Regions from separate parts of the Mus musculus genome. Here all the other regions are linked to region 2. A link is a contact called in public HiChIP or PLAC-seq data. All regions are on one chromosome and are shown on one strand. Each heading gives the region's core, a stretch centred on a gene start, on an enhancer-like site or on the middle of the called end of the contact. The rest is flanking DNA. Distances are from core to core; before and after follow the strand shown.

Evidence for each region. HiChIP or PLAC-seq counts read pairs in DNA pulled down with a chosen protein or histone mark.
Region 1: an H3K4me3 HiChIP or PLAC-seq map of embryonic forebrain shows a contact between it and region 2, with 3 times the contacts expected there. The contact joins two enhancer-like sites. A contact is called at or near these places in 4 of 39 promoter capture datasets (cranial neural crest, embryonic stem cells and stem cell-derived epiblast-like cells), 1 of 15 datasets of contacts at CTCF or cohesin (the NIH/3T3 cell line), 4 of 484 Hi-C or Micro-C datasets (brown adipocytes, cerebral cortex, muscle stem cells and 1 more) and 18 of 115 datasets of contacts at active chromatin or transcription factors (the SCID.adh cell line, astrocytes, differentiating embryonic stem cells and 13 more).
Region 3: a contact with region 2 is called in an H3K4me3 HiChIP or PLAC-seq map of embryonic forebrain, with 3 times the contacts expected there. The contact joins two enhancer-like sites. A contact is called at or near these places in 9 of 39 promoter capture datasets (the 3T3-L1 cell line, cranial neural crest, embryonic stem cells and 3 more), 1 of 484 Hi-C or Micro-C datasets (uterus) and 10 of 115 datasets of contacts at active chromatin or transcription factors (embryonic forebrain, embryonic hindbrain, embryonic midbrain and 3 more).
Region 4: a contact with region 2 is called in an H3K27ac HiChIP or PLAC-seq map of epiblast stem cells. The contact joins two enhancer-like sites. A contact is called at or near these places in 1 of 15 datasets of contacts at CTCF or cohesin (the NIH/3T3 cell line), 4 of 484 Hi-C or Micro-C datasets (embryonic fibroblasts, embryonic stem cells and proximal limb bud) and 15 of 115 datasets of contacts at active chromatin or transcription factors (embryonic limb bud, embryonic stem cells, epiblast stem cells and 5 more).

The regions. Positions count from the first base shown.
Region 1 is chr7:73,189,443-73,193,307 of GRCm38.p6, forward strand. Gm20083 (a long non-coding RNA gene) reads left to right here. Exons shown (of 3, transcript XR_882223.2): 3 at 1-2,990. Among named protein-coding and RNA genes, the nearest start is that of Gm20083, 7.5 kb to the left of the region's middle. Within about 2 kb of position 2,164, at least 59 of the 459 cell types and tissues checked have an H3K27ac peak or open chromatin away from gene starts, as enhancers often do. A contact at or near this core is called in cerebral cortex, embryonic basal ganglia, embryonic forebrain and 6 more, where this site is marked.
Region 2 is chr7:73,398,417-73,402,338 of GRCm38.p6, forward strand. All of the region lies in intron 2 of Rgma (repulsive guidance molecule family member A), which reads left to right. LOC115486533 (a long non-coding RNA gene) reads left to right here. Exons shown (of 2, transcript XR_003946803.1): 2 at 1-3,922. Among named protein-coding and RNA genes, the nearest start is that of A730056A06Rik, 25 kb to the left of the region's middle. Within about 2 kb of position 1,270, at least 133 of the 459 cell types and tissues checked have an H3K27ac peak or open chromatin away from gene starts, as enhancers often do. A contact at or near this core is called in cerebral cortex, embryonic basal ganglia, embryonic forebrain and 9 more, where this site is marked.
Region 3 is chr7:73,221,379-73,225,107 of GRCm38.p6, forward strand. It overlaps Gm30075 (predicted gene, 30075), which reads right to left. Exons shown (of 5, transcript NR_166609.1): 3 at 2,826-2,954. Among named protein-coding and RNA genes, the nearest start is that of Gm30075, 15 kb to the right of the region's middle. Within about 2 kb of position 1,368, at least 55 of the 459 cell types and tissues checked have an H3K27ac peak or open chromatin away from gene starts, as enhancers often do. A contact at or near this core is called in embryonic forebrain and neural stem cells, where this site is marked.
Region 4 is chr7:73,616,990-73,620,700 of GRCm38.p6, forward strand. No RefSeq gene overlaps it. Among named protein-coding and RNA genes, the nearest start is that of Gm30149, 10 kb to the left of the region's middle. Within about 2 kb of position 1,637, at least 332 of the 459 cell types and tissues checked have an H3K27ac peak or open chromatin away from gene starts, as enhancers often do. A contact at or near this core is called in embryonic limb bud, epiblast stem cells, stem cell-derived anterior neural progenitor cells and 2 more, where this site is marked.

The DNA.
Region 1 (3,865 bases), core at 914-3,413, 210 kb before region 2:
AAAATTGTGGAGACTTTATAATTTATGTTTAATGCCAAGAATGCCTCATGCCAGATAGTCGTCAGAACTTTCATACATTGCCACAGCTAATGACCACCATAACCATGTTCTATGACACAGAGGCATTGATACCCAAAATGGCAGGGACTACTATAAAAGTGACAGAATCAGCTTTGGGTTATTGTAGAAAAGAGCTAGGAAATGGAGTTGGCAGAGCATCTAGAGCCAAGGTCTTGTGCTCCTTGGTCTCAGCCAAGGAGGGTCTGGTATTCTATACAGAGTCAACCTGTTCTCACCAGATGTGAGGTTAAACAGTGTCCTACAACAGTAGTTCTCAACCATCCTGATGCTAAAACCATTTGATGTAGATTTTTATGTTGTGGTGACCCTCAAACCATAACATTATGCTGTTGCTACTTCACAATAATAATCTTGCTACTGTGATAGATCGTATGAAGAATATATGATATGTGAACCCCATGAAAGGGTCGTTGGGATCCCCAAAACGGTTGGGACCCACATGTATAGAACCTACTATCTTAAGGTCTCCCTTAAGACCTTAAGAAGGAAGAAAAAATGGGGAGAAGAACTTTGAGGCACCTTAAACAAAGCAGCAAGGACTGAGAAGTCTATATCGTTACCATCTTCTCTGCCCTAGAACACTCACAATGTCCTCAGGAGGCAGAAATTCTCACCTCCATTTGAATAATCATTGTAACGTTGATACATGTGAATAATACTCATATGATTTATACTTTATCCTAAATAATCCTGACATCAGGACTCCCATCTTTCGTGAGATGCTGGCTTCCATCTTCCTCCTCTCTACCTAATAGACTCACTCTCTCTCTCTCTCTCTCTCTCTCTCTCTCTCTCCCTTCAAAGTCTCAATCTGAAACCCCAGCCCACAGATAGTCCTTCTTGTCCTTCTTTTGGGAACTGGCAGCACAAATTTTTTTCAACTTGCAATGGTTACATGCTGATAAATCACACTGCAAGTATCACAGGTTAAATGCATGTAACCCACCCAAGCTATTGAGCATCACAACTCATGAACAGCCCTGCTTAGAGCAGTTTTAATTTCCCTTTGTGGCCATGAGCTATGTGGGAGCAGCAGAGGCCACTGTCCAGTATCACGAGAGTGTGTTGGGAACATCTACCTGGGCTCTCTCTCCTATGCTTTGTCAGTCTTCTCTTAGGATTTGGCCCTGGCTCCTGTTAACCTCTGTGACAGTTGGGAACAACAGCTTGAGAAAGTAACATCAAGTTATAGCAAGGATTGGACATGCTGAAGAGCTGTCATATTCTGGTCTCTGGGTGAAGTTCCTGGCAAGCACAGAGCTACCTAAGATACTAGTCCTGCCTGGATGTGCCTCTTGTTTCTGGAACTTTCACACGTATGCTTGTTCTCTTCTTTAAGGCTTCCTGTCTCAAAATAGGTTCATTCCTGGATTCCCCAACACAAGGCACAAAACGCTCAGCACAGTCCAGGGCTTCGTATACAGCAAGAGCTCAATCACTAGTCATACAGCAAGTGCTTAATCGCCAGGCATACAACTCAATCACCAGTCACAGGCTCCTCCCATTATTGAATCATGTTTCATGTCATTCACAGAAGCTTTCTCATGAGCCCTGTGATTCACAACTGCATGGCTCACTGTTTCCTAGAGCCCCATATCACATTGAACCCACTGGAAATACAGACCAGTGAGTGAGATGGATGAGGGCTCTGGGCAAGTGGGGGGTGTAGGTTAGGTCCAGGAATTACCTAGAAAATATGTTTGTGTGTGTGTGTGTGTGTGTGTGTGTGTGTGTGTGTGTTGAGAGTACACATGTCAGGATACACGTGATACACATGTGGAGATTAGAGGACAACTTTGCCGAGTTGATTCTCTCTGTCTACCTTTACAAGGATAAAGTCTAGTTCATCAGGCTTGTACAACAAGCACCTTTACCCACTGGGCCATCATGCTGGCCTTTGCCTAGCAACTTCGAATGTTAACATATGCACTCAGACTTTTGTTCAACTGAAGGTGAGGTAAGGCGATCACAGTGTCTCTGAGAAAGATGGGAAACCCAGGGAAACTGAGCATGGCTCACTGTCTCCTACAGCCCCACACCACGTTGAACCCACTGGAAATAGAGCATTGGAGACCATGCAGCTATTTGCATAGAAATTCCAGGGAGCGCTAGGAGTCGATAGGACTGCCCACCTAAGTAGCAAAGTAAGATGCTGGGGTGGAAGTAGGAAAACATGAGTGTGAGCACATGTGTCAATTACCCTTAAAAAATGTTAGGGAGACTGATGAGGAGGGACAGGAAACAGAAAGTGCTAAGGTTCAGCGATTACCCAAAAAGAAGCCAGCAGATGCATAAATGTGTCGTCCCACTGTTCTCTAGGCTGGTAAGGCATTGAGACACAAACATGATTTGTGCAAGCTTTTAGGAGAAATTGAGACTTGCGGAGGATACAGAGCTTAATAATTCAGTTCTCCCTAAGATTCCCAGCTCAGTGTCTGCCCTGACTTTTGCCTGGTAGCTTGTCGCTGCCACCTGGCTGACAGCTTGATGCAGGCCTGTCACCTTTGAGCATCTGATTGTGAGGCTCAGCCTCCTGGGATCAGAGCAGAACAATAGCCTCAGTCCTCAGGGGCTGACGCTAAGCACCAAACACTGGTCAGCTCCAAACACTGGTTGCCATTCACTTCAGAACGCCTGCTGCTGTGCATGCTAATCCAAATTGGGTTCAAGCCCCCAGCCTCTGCCTCCATTGTTGGGCCATACTTTTCATTCAGCATGAGATCGGAGATCTGCTGAAACCTCATGTTGCCAATAAGAGGAGAAGAGATTGCATTAATCTCAATAAAAATGAGTTCCTCTTAATTTTTTTGTCCTAGAAAGAAAGGAAGGGCATAAAAACATTACACTTGCCTCTAGAGAGAGGGAGAGAGAGAGAGAGAGAGAGAGAGAGAGAGAGAGAGAGAGAGAGAGAGGAAAAGGAAAAGAAACTTGAAAAGACTCTCTTCACCAGATAGCTGAAGCACATAGGTTTACAAGTCAACACAAAGAAATGGTATATCCTTCACATGTTGCTAGCTTATTTTCCTCTCCTAGATATTTTGATTGTTTTCTTTTCCCCCACCCACCCCCCTGGGATGTTTTTAAACACCAGTACTCTATGACCTTTGAAGCAGAGCATCTTTAGAGATGTCGAGTCAAATTTAGAGGACGAGGTAAAGGAGAGAGTTCATCAAGCAGGATATTGGGATTTAGAGAAGTCATTCTACAAACTCAGATCTCCACTGCAAATAGACAGGCAGACAGACAAACAGACAACTGTCTAGAGAGTGTGAGGGAGAAGATGACACACAGATTCTGTGAAAAGGAAACAGAGCAAGAAAAAAAGGAAAAAGCATGAGCGGGGAAAATGTTGCCCGAAAAATCATGTTTCTATCTTTAGTGTCGGAGAAAACCTTGATGATGACTTAGACCTTTTTTGACACACAAATGTATGAACGTGCGCACTCATGAACACACAGCGAGAGAGGCCAAGAGGGGCATGTGATTTGTCTAAGGAAATGGATACTTGATTAAGGCCTGTCCGAATAAGGGCTGTGCATGCTAATTTGTCTGTAGAGGTTTTATGTAAATCTCAGCAAATGCTCCCAGGGAAAGGAGGCACATGGACCTCTACCTTAACAGCTTTCCATTTGCCCCTCTTCACTGACACTCACTCTTGGACCCTTTCTTCCACTCCCAAGTGTCTGTCTGATAAGTGACTATGTGGTGCAGAGTAGGCAGGGCTAGCCCACTGCAGCCAGAGGCTCACATCCAGCCTGCTGCTCCATGCTTTTGTAGTATAATT
Region 2 (3,922 bases), core at 20-2,519:
ATAGGGCGGAGTCAGGGCTTTCCACGCCCACCCTTCTTGCTCAAGCGCTGTTTCTCCACGGCTCCTGTGGGAGCTGGGGAGGGTGGCCTGTTTGGAAAGCTGAGGTGTGCCCTTCTCCTTGGCAGTCAGTCATCAAGGGTGCTTGCAACAACTTGGCATGTGTGGAGGCTGAGGCAGGGCAGCCTTGGCAGGGTGTGACGGAGGAGGCAGTACTGTCCTGCCCCCGGCTCTAGGAGTGGCACTTAGCCACTTCTGTCCACGCTGGGTAGGCAGTGAGTTCACCCTCCAGGGCCCGGCCCCCCAACAATTTTGCCTTCTCTTCCTGGGTCACCTGAGGTTTTCCCCAAAGCTCCCTTTTGCTCTCAGCCTTGTCCCCCTGACCAGACTCGGAAGGAAGCACGTACAATTCCCAGTAGAGCTAACGGGTGGGAAACACATTGCCATAAAGTGGCGGTTCTGGGGCCCTTAGGCTGCCTGGCCCTGGAATGTCACCCAGGAGCGGTGATCCCTTCTAGGATCTGCAGTGATAGATTAAGTGAGGCAGGCTACGCAGCACCTGGGAAAAAATCCAGTCTGCTGGGTGTGTCCCTCTCAGGATCTGGGGCCAAACACCTGGGTGTTTACGCCAGGATGATTGAGTGAAATTCTTGCAGGAGCGGCGCCAACAGGGAGCCTCGGGCATCTGTCCTTGTCCCGTAACACCCCCACTCCATCCCCACGCCCACCAAGATTCATTACTGTGGGACTAGAATAAGCAGGAGACCCCTACTTAGTGCCCTTCCCCTACCTCCTTCAGGATGCTGATGCGACCCGTTTCCAGAATCCTATCTAAGGTCTGCTTCCCGCACTAGGTGGACAGTGAGGAAAGGGACACGGAGACTTCAGACTTCAGGGTTGGCCCCTCCCCGAGGCAGGCAGACTTATAGAAGATTCCTTCCACCCGCCTGTGTCCTAACTGAAGCTATTGCCTCTTAAGTCCTACTGTTCACTAAGATAGAGCACCGGTGCTGGGGCTGCCTGCCGCTGGGGCTTTCTTTCGGAGCTCGTCACTGGCTGAGGTCATCTTGCAGGTGCTTCATTCCTAGGCTTGCCAGGAAGGTGAACTCCCCTCCCCCTCCCAAGGGCGGTTCCACCGAGGGAGCTAAGCTTGGGAACCGTAAGGTTCCAAAAGGCCGAGGCACACAGCAGGACACCGCTTACACTTCAGAGTGCCAAGTGACAAAGGGAACAGAAAGAGCTTGCTGAGCTTACAGTACCTCAGAGCCACTCACATGCAAAGAAGCTAGAGGCCGGAGGAGAGCAGAAGGGTGGTGGGAACGCCAGCAGTGGCGACTCCAGGGACACCTTTCCTTTTTCATCTAGTGCCCCCTGGTGGCAGAATCTATCAGGATGCCAGCCGATTAGCGGGCGTGGGGGCTGGGAGGGGGACGGGACGATTCCTGTTGCACCGGCAAAGGGCAGTGATTTGAAGTTGGGCAATAGCTGCCTCTTGAGAGTCTTCACTGATAAGGCCATGCCTCCATCCAGACTTAGATGAAACATTCCAGAATTCGTTAAGGCCAGCCCCACCTAAGCACAGAGTGTGTTCCGAGAACGGCGTCCATCACAGTTCCCAGCGCACATCAGGAGCCAGATCTCCGAGCAAGTAAATCAGTTCAGACAGTCGCTGTGCAGGCAGAGTTGGAAACGTCTTGACCCTGGAGCTTATGTTCCAAGGGATACTTACCTCTTTAAGAGAAGGCAAGGCTGTCTCCCTCCCGTAGTACCCTGCCCCTCCCCTAGGCCTCTGAAACCTGATCTAATCCCTTTGCACGCGGGTAATTTATTGGTCTATTGGGCTTTTCTTGGTGGCAAATTACATTGTCTTTATTCCTAGGCTCTGGCCCCGGAGTGCCTCGAGGAATTCCTAAGACTCCTTTCTCATGGTTGATCCTTCACACCCCCTCTGGGCCCCGGCAAAATAAGTTTTATTGGGATGCTTTGTCATGCAAACAGGGTGGTAATAAGCAGGCTATTATTCCGAAAGATTGGGCTTGATTAACAGCTCAAAGGAGGACTTGAGAACAAACGGATCTGTTGCTGTACTAGCAGAGCAGATTTTTTTTTCCTTATCATGCGGGTCCATTTAGTATTCTGAGATCCTGCTTTGACTTTCTGCCTCCCAGAGGGGTTGCCATCCACCGAAAAGTAATGACATCTGAGCCTGAGCCATGTGGCTCAATCCAATTGGGAGGCACTGTGGAGCTCTACCTTTAAAATGTGAGTGGCCAGCTATGAGCGCATACATGCTCCCTGAACCCTGGATACATGGGAGACCCAGGGTTCCACCAGACAGAGTTGGACACAGGTGGGGTTGGGCGGGGCGCGGTGTACGCATGACATCTGAAGTCTCAAAAGATGCTTTCAGTGTGAGTGCTGTTCTCGGAACACACTCTATGCTTAGGCGGGGCTAGCCTTACAAATTCTGGAATGTTGCATGATGGTATCAGCAAAGATTATCAAGAGGTGCAATTCACCGGGTAGTGTGAGAGTCAACAGGGACCCAAGAAGCTTCCTCAGCCCCACAGTGATTAGAAATAGAAGAACTGAGTGAGAGAAAGACAGAATCAAGATGAGGAGGGCCTGTTTATGGGAGATTGATGGACCGATGCGGGAAAGATGTGTCCTGTAGCCACCTTCCTGAGGCCCTGAATGAAGCTGGCCAGGTTACTCAAGGCTCCCAGAGGAGCAGCTGCCAGAGAAGGTAGCACGGAGAAGGAAGCCTGGGGCACCTCTGTGTATATCAGATACCGAAAGTGGGGTGGGGCCATTACATTTTAGCCTAGATCTGGGGGGTTCTACAGGAGGGCACGGAAAGAACTCCCCGAGAAGCAGCTGGAAGCATCCGGGACAGGAAGCACCCTTTCTGCCCTAGCGATTTTAGGACATGTTCAGGGGGTTCCTGTGGGTGAGTCCAGACAGGGCCACCGTTTCTGCAGGCCTATGGACTCTCTTGGTCCAGATATCATTCTCAAGATTATAGCTGAAGATTGGAGGGTTAATGATAGTTCAAGACAAACAGTGCCTTCGGCTGAGCTTGTGAAGGGGGCCAAGATCCGTGAGGCACCTTTGTACTTAGATGAGGTAATTCTCCAGGTCCCAGGTCGTGAGAGTCAAAGGGGACCCCAGGAGGTTCCTCAGCCCCAGAATGATTAGAAATAGAAAAACAGGGTTGCTGAATGGCTCAGAAGGGTGAAGGGGCTTGCCACCAATACTAACCACCTGAGTTAGTCCCACAACCCACGTGGTAGGAGACCGATTCCTACAGGCTGTTCTCAAACCTCCACATACGTGCTATGGGATATACACGTGCACACATCCATGCCTGCATAATACACACACACACACACACACACATGTAAAAAGTATTTTTTTAAAAAAGAAATAGGAAAGCCGGGCAATGGTGGCGCATGCCTTTAATCTCATCACATGGGAGGCAGAGGCAGGTGGATTTCTGAGTTTGAGGCCAGCCTGGTCTACAGAGTGAGTTCCAGGACAGCCAGGACTACACAGAGAAACCCTGTCTCGAAAAACCAAAAAAAAAAAACAAAAAACAAAAAAAAAAACAAAAAAACCAAACAAACAAACAAGGGGGGGGGGGAGGAATGAAAGAAAGAAAGAAAGAAAGAAGGAAGGAAGGAAGGAAGGAAAGAAAGAAAGAAAGAAAGAAAGAAAGAAAGAAAGAAAGAAAGAAAGAAAGAAAGAAAGAGGAAAATGTTTGAGATTCTAATCATGTCCACTCTGGGCCTATTGGCTATCAAGTGAGGTGAATGCCACTCTCTTGTGTGTAATGCCCAGAAAAAGAGCGTTAGCCTGCCACTGTGGGGCAGTGAGCATCCTCCTGCCAAGCAGAAAGCGTTCAGGGCTGGCTCTCCTTTGTTGG
Region 3 (3,729 bases), core at 118-2,617, 180 kb before region 2:
AGATACAATGCCGCATTACCCTTTTCTTTTTAGAATACTTTTTGTGTTACATGTACAAAAACCAACACACACACACACACACACACACACACACACACACACACACACACACACAAAAGTGGAATGCCCAACACAGCAATCCTACTTGTACAGATATTTCTTCCTAAGAAAATATTCAAGTGTGTGCAGAGTTCTGCCCAGGGCTATTTGCCCCAGTTGAAACACAGATATTTTGCCTGCATCTATGTCTGTACAGCAGCCCCATGCTGGTGCCTGCGAAGGCCAGAAAAGGAGAGCAGATCCCTGGAATGACCGTTATAAATGGTTGTGAGTCACCACACGGGTTGTGGGATTGTACTCAAGTCCTGTGGTAGAACAGCCAATACTCTTAACCACTGACCCTTCTCCAGCTTTACATTACAGTTTTCAATGACTACATACTACTTCACCCGACATTACACCATCATACTGTTTAAATTCTCCACTGAGAACTGGGATACTTGTAATCAAGCCATATTGCAAACATCAACTGGGACAAACAGCCTTGGGCAGAACTCTTCACACACTTGAGCAATTATTTTCTTAGGAAGAAATAGCTATATAAGCAGGATTGCTGAGTTGGATATTTCCATGTTGGGGGTCATTTTGGTTTTGGGTTTTTTTTTCTTTTTCTTTTCCCCCCTGAGACAGGGTGTCTCTACACAGCTTTGGCTGTCTTGGAACTCGTTATGTAGACAGATCAGCCTGGCTTTAAACCCAAAGATCCACTTGCTTCTATACCGCTTGCTCTAGCGCTGGAATTAAAGGCATGTGCCACCTAGCTAGGGACACTTGCACTTTTTCTAAGGGTGTCAATCTATCTAATCAAAGAGCCAGAAACTTAAGAAGACATCTGTTTTCCACCCCCTTAGCAACTCTGGGTATTGCAAAATATCCCACTACCTTACATATTCCTAATAACCCAGGGTCCTTCTACTTCCTCCTAACTGACACCAGCCTGCACAGAGAAGCCCTGTCGGGGCAGGGACTGGCTAAACACTGAGGCCATTCTGGATATCCAGAGTTTCTGGGGTTGGGAGAGAGAGAGTACAAAGACCCCAGGGAATCATCTCTCTCAGTTTCTGCTGGAGGCTGGAGAAACTAAGAAAGGAGAAGCCAAGGGTGTGAGGACCACCTCCTTCTCGCTCCCAGGTGCAAAGCCTTTCTCCTGCTCCCCATCCTCCACCTCAAACAACCTCTGTGGGTGAAAGGCAGCCCACAAGAAAGAGAAAAGCAAAGAGAGGCGCATGGAAGGAACAGCCCAGGCCCACGGGTTAGAAGGGCATTCTGTTCCCACCAGGGACCCCCTTTCAGCTGCAAACTGCTGTATTTGACATTTCAATGCCAGCCTGGGGAGGGAGACTGGAGGGAGACCAGAGTGTGAAGAGAGGCCCAGACTGGAAACCTAAATAAAGCCAGGAAGACAAAAAAAGAAAAAAAATCAGCATGCCTTTAATTCAGCTATTTGTTCTTGCTGTTTCCCTTCAGCAGACTGTGGCATTCAGAAGCAAAAGGGATCTCTCTCTCTCCCTCTCTCTCTCTCTCTCTCTCTCTCTCTCTCTCTCTCTCTCTCTCTCACACACACACACACACACACACACACACACACACACACTTGTGACATTTAAGAACAATGTGCACTTGGGCAGGAATGGGTGGAGGCAGACAGAAAAGAAAAAATGTTTCTAAAAGAACTGAACCTCCCGGACCAAACCTTGAGCTTTGTCTTCCTTGGGAAGGCCCTGGAAGTGATTCCTTTTAATCCCATTGGAGAGGAAGAATGAAAGGAACTCAGATTTGGAAAACAAAACCATGCAGTCTCAAACCTAAGAAAGAGCGTTGGGAAGAAGCCCAGAGTAGTACTGAACCAGGGTACTGGAGGCTGACCCCTCAGCTTAGGGTGGGCAGAGCAAAGCTTCTCTCTCCACCCAGTCCTGACACCTAGTCCTCCCCTGTGGAATGACAGCTCTCAGGGAACCACCCTGTGGATTTCCTCCTCAGTTTGCCTCTAGATTCACCAGTACAACCCAATTTGCAGATGAGAAAATAGAGGTCCAGGAAGATGTAGTGGGAAGCTAAGATCCCAGGTGAAGTCCACTGGGACCAACTCTTAAGAAAGGATGCCTTTAATCCCAGAACTCAGGAGTTAGAGACAGGCAGACTTCTGTGAGTCCCATGACAGCCAGGGCTACACAGAGAAACCCTGTGCAGGTGTGGGGTGTATGGGGAGACAGACAGACAGACAGACAGAAAGGAGATAATAGTGAGTGAATACTATTCTATAGATTATTAGAATTCTGATGTAGGCTGTTCTAATTTCATTTCTGTTGTGATAAAATACCCTAACAAAAGGCAGCTTAAGGGGGAAAGTATTTTTTTACCTCACAATCCCAGGATATATACAGTCCACCATAGCAGAGTGTTATGTCTGGGCAGGGGGAACTTAAAACAGCCAGTCACTTCATATGCATAGCCCAGGGCAGAGAGAGATACACATATGCGTGCTTGTCCACACTCAGATCACTCTCTCTGTTAAATTGTCCAGGATCAGTGCCCCCCACCATGAGCCAGGTCTTCCCTAGCTCATGATTACAACAATTAATCAATTACATCAATTAATGTAATCAATACAATCTCCCACAGACAAGCCCACAACCTGATCTAGACGGTCCCTCATTAAGACTCTCTTCCCATTTGATTCTAGGCTGTCAAGTTGAGCTAACCACGCCACAGGCCTAGAACCCGAGTCCCTTTTCTATGGTATAAAGAGCATCTTATCTCCTTACCCTGCTTCCTCTTCTGTTGTGCAAGACCTAGCCATGTGGCTCCATGTGTCACACAGCCACCCAGCACGGTGCTATTCTCCACCCACAGTAGAACAGGACAGATTGCTGGGGACCCAGATGAAGGGTGCTCTGAAGAAGACAAGGGATGAATACCACTCAGGCTGGAGCAGTGTAATGAGCATAGGGTAAAAAAGGCTTTTAGACACATAAGAATAGCTTAGTCAGGAATCCCACTACACCCAAGGCTGCATATGATAACCAGAACTCAGTGACATCACTCGATCACTCATTCCAAATAACCAGACACGGTCCTAGAACCCCATGACACCCACTGAACCTCTTAGAAGTAAATAAAAGACAGAGAGACTCTTCTAAGTTTATCAAAGAAATGCTTAGCTCTCCACATCTGGAGAGACTCCACTTTGATCTTCCCTGCAGCTCGAGAGTTTCTCCCAGGATCCTGACCCTTGGATCAGAGACTTCTGTTAGAGACTGGACCAGACCTTCAGCTAAGTTATGTTGCACAGGTGAGCAGCCTTGGAGAGACAGGTTTAGGACTATAGTTAAGAATTTAAAGTGTGAACCTTGTGTGGTGACCCTCAGTGTAACAACATATAACTTCCGTTATACTAATTACGTACATCTACCTCCTTGCTCCAATGGGCAGGAAGTGGGTAGGGTTGGAATTTAAGGGAAAATGCTACCAGGGAAACTGGGGTTTCCCTTCATACGTCTGTGTATCAATACGAGGGTTTAGAAATAGACTTAGAAGCAAGCACCAGGGCAATATTACTAAACTTTAAGAGAAAAACAAAAACACAGACAAGCCATAAATCTTAGCAGCTGTCAGAAGAAGGGAGACGGGGGGGGGGGGGGGAGGGGGGGGCCACGCCTTTGAGTTAAG
Region 4 (3,711 bases), core at 387-2,886, 220 kb after region 2:
CAAAGCTGTATTCTTTCCTTAGGCCTAGGAGAGGAAAGATTAGAGCCCTTTGTGTTTCGGAATTCCATTCCTTAACTCTGCGGCCCCTGGCACTAATGGTGACTGGGAGTCGTTACGCAGTGTTTTGGTTCCTCAGAGGGCTCAAGTGCTTTCGGGAATGCCTGCCAATACAATTCACAAGAACACAAAACCTAAGGAGTGGGGTGAAGTAGGTCCCCAAATCCCTTCGTCAAAAATGCACATTTAAGCTTGGGCTCCGCCCACCCCCCAGTCATTGATGTCACTGTCTCACTTGTAGTTTACCACTTAATATCGATGCTGTTTTGATCACGAGCTTGGAGATTTGTCTTAAGCTACTCTCCTCCCTCCCTCCCAACTAACACCGTAATAGTTCCGCATTTTATCCAAAATATTTATTAATTAAACTTCTAAGGTCCTTGGGAGCCAGGTGCTATTTAGAGGGGAGGGGTCTTATTATTTTGAGATAGGCCAAAGGCCTCATAAATCGCAAATATGGGAAAGAATTTGAAACCTATTCTAAAAGGCTTTCAAATCCCAAGGCGACAAATGTCTTATTCTAAATATACCATCACATTCAGAGTAACGTGTGTTAACTTATTTAAAAAGATATAAAACCCAACAAAACCTCACATCTGCGATCCTCAGGCCCATCTAAAATAAATTCCACCGGTCAGGAATGTCTACGGGGTGGGGCAAGTAGAGTTACACGGATTTGGGCAGGAAGGGGAGGCTTCAGGCTTTCGCAGCAATTCCAGGATACTAGACAATTATGCCTAATTTCCTACGTTTTAATACATACAAAACCAGATTTCCCTTTCTTTCTTTTCTTTTTTTTTTTTTTTTTTTTGCTTTTTTTCACAAAAGCCAAACAGACAAGCTTGGATTCTGCCACACTGGCCGCCCCTACAGTGAGGAGGTCCCGAAGCGCCCCGGGGTGGATAGGGGTGGGGTGTGGTCCACCTCCCAGCAGGTTCCATCTCTACCATTGCTGACCCCGGCGGGGTCCACGGTCAGCATTTTTCCTGCTCTTGCTCGCTGTTGGCCTCGCCCTGATCTAATCGCTCCCCTAGGAGGTCGACAACGCTCAGAGGACAAATGCAAAGCGGACAAAGCAAATTAAGGAAAGGCGCCGCGAAGGCCCAAAGGGAGTCCTGGATCCCGGCCAGGGGTCTCGTGATGGGCGCGCTGGCGACCGCACCCTGGGCCTGTCCAAGCGGCCTCCCAAGCTGGCGGAAGCCGGCTACGCCCCGCAGGCTGGGCCCCGACCGGCCCTTCCACTCCGCCCTTCGGGACGCTCCGGGTTCCGAGGGCGCAGGCAAGGCGCCCATCCCCCGCGGCGCCATCTTGTTGTTTTCGTGCATTCCTCCTCCTCCTCCTCCTCGCCCCATCCCCACCCCACCCCACCCCATCCCGGCCACGTGGCGCGCGGCTGCGGAAGAGAAGGCCCCAGCCCAACTTCCGGCCAGACCGGTTCCAGCCGGTTGCGGGACTCAGACGCGCGGCTGCCCCCTGGTGGCCGGACGCGGCGCAGCGGGCCACGCCTTGCCTCCTCCGCCATTTGCTGCGCGGCGCGAGGCACGTCCACACTCTGCCGCCGCCGTCGTCATCCGCCGCCATCCCGAGGGTGCGCGGGTTGCGAGGGGGAGGATGACCCGCGTCAGGCGTGGGAACGCCTCTCTTCCGGAGTGATCAGAAGGTCGCTGCGGCAGAGACGGGCGCTTGGTGTAAAAACTTTACTCGTGCCGCCCGTCTGCCCACCGCAGCCTGTCCTGGGTATTCTGCTTTCTATGTGGATTTCTCGTTAGCGTTTCATTCCAGACTAGCATTTCTCGGGTGTGTGCTGTGGGCGGGGCCCGTGCGGTCTCTTACTTAGACATCCTAGGTGGCTCCCAGGATCACAGTGGTCACACCCGGGGTCACAGACCACTAAGGCGCGGGACGAGGAGCCTGCATCGGAATCTAGGGCAGCGGATGCTTTACTGTGAGGTTCTCTTGGTCAGCATCTTCAGGGACCTCCTTGGAGGTCTCCCCACACTCACCTAAACTGAAAGCTTTGGAGTGAAGGAGACCTGACAGACGTTTAACACGCTCCAAGGGCATTTTGAGACTTACTGAAGACCCTTTATGTACCTGGCAGCCCTTCTAATAATGACGATGCCTTGGGGTGGGGGTGCTAACGCCCGAGCCAGACTTTAATATGGGCAATTCATGTACTTTTCGCCTTGTACTCTCCCTGGCTCACTGCTTTGTCAGAGAGGAAGCTGGTTCCCATTTCCATGGACCGTGCTAGAGTTTTTGAAACAATCCAAATTGTACACGCATTCGCTTGTACGGTATATACATAAAAACGAAGCAAAGGCAACCAAGTTTCAACATGGTTCACCTCCAATAAAGGAGGTAGGTTGCCAGGGCGGACGGGAAAGGTTTGTTTTGTTTTTGTTTTTGTTTTTGTTTTTTTTTTTTGGGTAAGTGTAACTTTCCAACTTGAACTATTTCAGCATTTATTCCAAAGAAAATAAGGAGTTATATTCAGAACGGTGTTAGAGTTAAAACTAGAATCCAATCCAAATGGCTCCAGATTCCCTGCATTCTGTTGACTATAATATAAAAATCTACTTTAGCCGGGCGTGGTGGCGCACGCCTTTAATCCCAGCTCTCAGGAGGCAGAGGCAGGCGGATTTCTGAGTTCCAGGCCAGCATGGTCTACAAAGTGAGTTCCAGGACAGCCCAGGCTACACAGAGAAACCCTGTCTCGAAAAGCTGGGCGGTGGTGGCGCATGCCTTTAATCCCAGCACTTGGGAGGCAGAGGCAGGCGGATTTCTGAGTTTGAGGCCAGCCTGGTCTACAGAGTGAGTTCCAGGACAGCCAGGGCTATACAGAGAAACCCTGTCTTGAAAAACCAAAAAAAAAAAAAAAAAAAAAAAAAAAGAAAAAAGAAAACAAAAATCTACTTTAAACATAAAATGTTCAATAGACTTGTATTTCCAACAATAATAAGATTTATTTAAACATTTAGACTTCTGAACAAACCTCCCCTAACTGTGCTAGTTGTAATAGCACATTGTATGATAAAATAAAAGAAAATGAACCCAAAGCTTTTAATGATAACACTTTGCTCTCTGCCACCCTGTGTCAGGCTGGCCACAAGTTTCAACTCTATAGTAGTCGAAGAGCCCGACCCTGCTTGTCTCTACCTCCTAAATGCTGGGATCATGGGCCTGTGTTACCTCACCTAGCCTTTGTTTTGTTGGTTTTTGTGTTTTAGACAGGGTCTTACTCTGTAATACAGACTGGCCTGGAACTCAGGCCTGGCCTTAGTCTCTAGGTAGCTCCCATGCCTCACCCTCAAAAGTGCTTGAGTTACAGGCGTGAGCCACCATGCCCAATTTAGAAAATAAATTTGTTAATACTGTTGCTGACAGAGACAAGCTGCGGGTGGCATCCAGACTGGCAGCCTCTTGGCCCCCAAGCTGCTAAGTGTGGAATATAGGCATGTGCCACCACATCTGTTTTCTTGCTTTTTCTCTTTCTCTTTCTCTTTTCCTTTTTTTTTTTTTTTTTTTTTTTTTTTTCCCGTCTGTGTAGCCCTATAGCCCTGGCCATCCTCGAACTCACTATGCAGATCAGGCTAGTCTCGAACTCACCTCACCGATGCCCGGCTCTATTTTGCCACTCTTCACGAGGAGTTT